2 separate regions of the Urocitellus parryii genome follow, and region 2 is linked to region 1. Evidence: chromatin contacts called from public Hi-C data. All regions are on one chromosome and are shown on one strand. Each heading gives the region's core, a stretch centred on a gene start, on an enhancer-like site or on the middle of the called end of the contact. The rest is flanking DNA. Distances are from core to core; before and after follow the strand shown.

Evidence for each region. A called contact is a pair of places that touch in the nucleus more often than the background predicts.
Region 2: a Hi-C map of liver shows a contact between it and region 1, with 2.5 times the contacts expected there. The contact joins the promoter of Sec62 here to the promoter of Mynn in region 1. A contact is called at or near these places in 2 of 2 Hi-C or Micro-C datasets (liver and muscle).

What each region holds. Positions count from the first base shown.
Region 1 is chr2:130,313,902-130,316,695 of mUroPar1.hap1, forward strand. Mynn (myoneurin) reads left to right here and starts at 1,449. Exons shown (of 7, transcript XM_026394982.2): 1 at 1,449-2,231. Trnav-aac (transfer RNA valine (anticodon AAC)) reads left to right here and starts at 402; the gene lies at 402-474.
Region 2 is chr2:130,513,664-130,516,457 of mUroPar1.hap1, forward strand. Sec62 (SEC62 preprotein translocation factor) reads left to right here and starts at 1,341. Exons shown (of 9, transcript XM_026394996.2): 1 at 1,341-1,410. The coding sequence starts at 1,375.

The sequences.
Region 1 (2,794 bases), core at 199-2,698:
TCGGAGAAGCAACCCGTCGCGGGCTTTGGAACGTGGGTATCCGCTCAGGGATCGCATTCCCAAAAAAGAAAGCCCCAGGACGTGCCCGGGATTCTGAACAGCTTGACGATCTGGAAGGGTGGGGATGGGTTTTTAAGTGTGCCCAAAGAACTGGCAATTAGCGGGTGCCTGAGTTTTACAGCGGTCCCGGGAGCTCTGCAAGGAAATCAACTCAAATTCGAACTTTCGAAATACTTTGAGTACTGTTCAATTGAACATGTGGTTTTATTTTCTGGGTGATTGTTATTTTATATAGACATATTGTTGTCCACTAACTATTAAAACAATTCCGTTTCCTTTAGGTGAAACTGCATGTTGCAACATAGACTTCAGGGACTTTGAGGAGACCGGCCAACAGCTCGGTTTCCGTAGTGTAGTGGTTATCACGTTCGCCTAACACGCGAAAGGTCCCCGGTTCGAAACCGGGCGGAAACAACAGCGAGTTTTTTTTTTTTTTTTTAAATCAGTAACAAAGCAAAGATGAAAATTAAGTATCCACTTTTTCCATGCATGTGATTTTAATAACAACTCTGCAGAACTTTTGAGAGTCTGAACTTTTCAGTTTGGCGTTATTTGATTCATTCACCAAATGTTTTAGTAGGAGATTCGCCACGTGAAAGAACTGCCCCAGATTCTAAAAAATTGAATTTGTACTATATATAGTGTTATATTAAGTTTATAAGTATTTCTCAATAAATTATGGAAAATGGTTCTGACCCCTTCCTAATGGAACCAAGAAAAAAGATAATTAAGACAGAACCAGTCTAAGATTTTTTTTTTCTTACAAAACGGCTGTGGTTTTATTCACAAATTTGATTCATACAAGAGGAAATCCATTGAGCAGGAAGAAGCTAGTAGAAAAAATCTCACGGAAAGAAGAGGAAATAATTCAAGTTGAGATTAACCTTCAAAATAAAGTCATAGGTTAAATTCCTTAAAGTCTTTTTATTGGTGGGGGTATTGGGGACTGAATCCAGGGATGCTTAGCCATCGAGCCACATCCCCAGCTCTTTTTAAAAATTTTGAGACAGGGTCTCACCTAGTTGCTAAGGGCCTCGCTAAATTGCTGAGGTTGGCTTTGACCTCAGATCCTCCTGCCTTAGCCTCCAAAGCCGCTGTGATTACAGGCGTGCATAACAGCGCGGGCTGACGCAGAATTTTTTTAAAAAATATTTTATTAGTTATTGACGGACCTTTATTTATTTGATTACACATGGTGCTGAGATTGAATCCAGTGCCTCACACATGAGAGGCAAGCCCTGCACCACAAGATAAAATAAATATTTAAGTTGTAGTTTTGAGATTCATGATATCCACAGTTAATAGGAAAGAATCCACCCTAACACATCAGTAAGGCTCATTTTATTGATACTTTTGTATATTGCAGACATAATTGATAGCCTTTTCCCTAACTGTACTAACCCCAAACTCGAAGTAAATAATTGTATTAAAATTACTCGGGTCTAGACTTTGGAAAACCTTTTCCGGTATAAAGCCCACCTTCCTCTGATGCTGCGCATGCCCAGTGTGTTCTACTGCTTTGGTTTGCTTTCGTGCGTATCAGACTTCTTTCACCAGGTAAGGCATCCTGGAAACAGAGCTATAGTTGGCTGGCACAAACAAAACCCAGGGGGTCCCAAGAGACTTCGGGTACGTAAAAGGGAAGGGGGTGCTCGCCCTCTGCGTTAACAGCCCCCACGGCCGAGAGCCAGAGTACATAAAGCAGCAGTTTCCACTGGCTGGGCCGGGAGGGAGGATGACGGGAGAAGACAAGCAACTACAAGCCCCAGCATGCAGTGCGCAGCGTGGTCTCCCGAGAGACTGGCGGTGCAGGCTGCCCGGCCGCGGTCCAGAGTCGGGCTGACCGATACAGGCTGACTGTCGGCCAGAGAGCTCAGCATGAGGAAGAAGGGTGCGGCACTGTGCACCAGCCTTTAGGTCTCGCATCCCTGGTGCCTGCTGTTTCGGGGACGCCTAGCATGCTGGGGAGTCAGGCTTCTACTGGCCAGCTTGTCGGCCTTGGCCTGTGTGGGACCTCCACGGCACTAGAGCCTCCGGAGTTACCACGGGAGTACGGAGCCGGATGTGACGCTGCCGTCGAGGAAGAAGGGAGAGGCGGAGCGTGGCGCGGTGACGTCCTCCCAAGATGGCGGAGAGACAGTGAAGAAACTGTTCCCCCTGGGTGGCCGTCGGTGAGTGCCCACTTCACCGTAGACCCCCGTCACCGCTCTCTCCAGACCCTGGGCCATGGGAGGGCAGGCTTCTTGGAGTTCTAGCGCTGGTCGGGGCGAAGGTGGAATGCTGTGCGAAGCAGCCCCCGTGGTGGCTTTGGCCTGTCTCAGCTGTGGGATTTCGCGGGAGTGGGAACCGGGCGGAGGCCAGGGCAGTGGAGGCCGAGGAAGAATCGGCTTCTGTTGTCACTCTCCGAAGCCGCCAGGCCAGGGGGGAGTAGGAGGGGAGGGGTGTGGCCTCCTGGGGCGAGTGACAGAACCTTTGACAACCCTTGGCCCTATGCATTCCCCGCCCCTCGGGCACGCGCCTCACGCTTTGGAGAAACTGCACCGTGTAAACTAACAAGTTTTGGTGATTTGAGGGGAAATTTTTTAAGTATTTTTCTTCCCATCTGTCCCAAGGAGTTGTTTCTTGATAGTTTGTTATTTTTTTTTCCCCGTTAACCATTTACTGAGTGAAAGTTTTGAGGGTTCAACTGATGTAAAACCTTGAAATTGTGCGGGTTTTTATTTTTATTTTTTGC
Region 2 (2,794 bases), core at 91-2,590, 200 kb after region 1:
TCATTTTGGGTGGGGAGGGTTGGAGGAGGAAAAGACATTTCATAATTCTAAATTATTTTTCAGATTAATTGGTAAGAATCATTACTAGTTCATCTCCCTTCTCACTACACACACACACACACACACACACACACACATTATACCTCTTAGAGGAAAGAAACTAAATGGTTTCCCTAAGAGCAGAATAACATAGTCCAAAAAGAACTTTGCTTTATAAAAAGATTAGGCATTAAGATTCTGCAAGTTGCCATAAGTACACATTAATTGCTAGTAGGTTATAATTGAAGAATTTTGAAACAAATAAATGCTTACAACATTAGATTAATAGGAAAAAATCAGGCTACCATTATTGCATGTGATCTGTTTGGGGAATGGGAAAAATGTAAATAGAACATATCCACTAGCATGCACACACACAAAGTAGGAATAAATACTAGAAGAAAATTTAAACGACTAAGAGACATCTGAGTGGTACAATTAAACTTTTCTTCATCTCACCTTTATTTTCCCAATTTTCTGCAATTAAAAATGGTTTAAAATCTCCATAAAGTCATGGGACTTTGTATGTAAGCGCTAGCTATTTAAACCCCTCTCTTTGGTCTTACGTGGCTCTAAAATACCAATAGTCCATAATAATAATCCACCAGACTTCCTGGGATGTTTCTCCTATTCATCTTAAACTTCCCTGGGTTCTTTCTCCCTGACTTCAGGATTCTAAAAGTGAGTTTTAAGAAACCCCCGGACAATGGCATGAAGAGCCTAATCTATTTAAAGGAGCTGCTACCGAGGAAGCCGCGTGGGAAAAGATCACTGACTAGGGTCTCGCCCTGCGCATTGGATGAGTCCGTTTCTATCTCCACCCCTCATTTACCTCGTTCTTCTCATCTTTTAAATGGAATCTCATGAAATTTGAAAGAGGTGAGATAAAGCTTGTTGGTGACATGATAGGAATTACCACGGTAAAGGTTTCTAGGACTCGGTAGGTCTCAGCCATCCCGTTGGGTGAAAGGCCCCACCCCAAATATACTGAGCCTGACTCTGAGGGGGCGGGGCCAGGGAATCTGCATTTTAGTAGCTTCCCAGGTAGTTCAGATGCTCAGTCAAGTTCGAGAACGGAACTCTCTTCCCAGCCTTCCTATTTTCTGATTCACTTCTTGACTTCCTCCGGGTTCTGGCGAATTCTCCAGTTTCCACAACAGGAGAGGAGGGAAGAGAAGCCGCCACCAAGGACCTCAGGCCCTTGGGGCAGCCGACCTCCCTCTCTCCCGGCGCCCGCCGGCGGGTTACATAACGGACCGCGGGACGCGTTCTCGCGAGATTTCCACCGCCCCCCTCCTCGCTCCACGTCAGAAGGAACCGGGCGGAGCGGCCAACATGGCGGAACGCAGGCGACACAAGAAGCGGATCCAGGTAGCAAAGCCCAGTCCAGGGGTAGGGAGCTTCAGCGCGCTCGGAAGTAGAGGAAGCGGGGAAGACCTCCTGAAAAGGCGCGCGAGGGAGAGGACGGGTGGGGTTCCGTCGCAAGGCAGCCCGCTTCAGGCTGTGTCGTTGTGAGGGGCCTGAAGTGGGGCGGTGTTGGCTACTGCGGAGACAGAGGTGGTGGTGGAGCAGCAGCAGGGGAAGGAAGGAGGCGCCGCTCTGGGAATCCGGCCACGGAGACGCGGCTGAGGGCCTCGGGTTCCTGTGGCGGTGCCGGCCCAAGCCTGCGCTGGCAGGTCAGCCTTCTCCAGAGCTCGGACAGGGACCCACCCCGCCCCGGGGCCCCTCCTCCGTTCCCTTCACCCATCGACTCTCGCCTTAGCTATCCCGAAATTAAGGCCACGGTAATTGGGGTAGAAGGAGGCGGAGAGCTGACCTAAAGCAGAGGTTCTTTGTGCGCGTAGACGGTAAGAGGAGGAAGGACCTGGACCTGGTCAAATAAATGTCCCAGGGGCGCAGGTTGTGATCCCCTAATCCAGATGTTCAGTTGCGTTTACGTTTTTCCTCAATATTTTAACCTCATAGTTCCACTTGAAGCTTACTGGCTTTCTTCCAGGCGACACGTTGTAAACAAACACAACCTCGCTGGTGCTGCAATGAGCTGGTGGCACCCAGAAACCTTTCACATGCCAATTTGTCATCCTCATAACCTACATAACATCCCTCCCTCATTCCACATGCATATCATCTGTGCATTTCTTCCCAGCAATTTTCCCCCTGTTGTTCTTTGTCAAGAGGATTAAATATGTTGAGCATCTTGGACTCAAGATGTTTATTAGTCTCAGCAGTTCATATGCTGAGAAATCAAAAGCATCATAAATTGATAGCATGTAGTAAAGTTGTCAGTTATACTAATCTCCAATTGTTACACTTACTGTTTTCTGTTCCTCGAATAGAGTGACTTTCCTATTTATATTCTCTGCACTTTTGTTTATCAGCTTTTTGGCCCTCTTACAGGTGTTTTGAGCAAGTTAAAGTTTAAATTAAAAATTTTTAAAGTGGTCTTTCAAGTACTCTGAAAAAAGATAATGATCTAGTAAGTTTGCAGTTTGGCAAAAAAAAAAAAAAAAAAAAAGTAATTGTGAACAGGGTACCAAAGGGAATTAAAAGAGGCAAATTCCAAGTTCAGACAGGTCTGAAGACAAGTCTTAAGATCGGTAGAAGTTTATATTCATACTATTCCTGATCTTTTGAAATTTAGTGTTACTGATTTATATAGACAACATTTTACCAAAATTTTATTGGGAGTTGTCAGATTTGTACTTACTGTACTCCTTATACTTGACAACACAAATTTTGTGCCCATGAATACCCA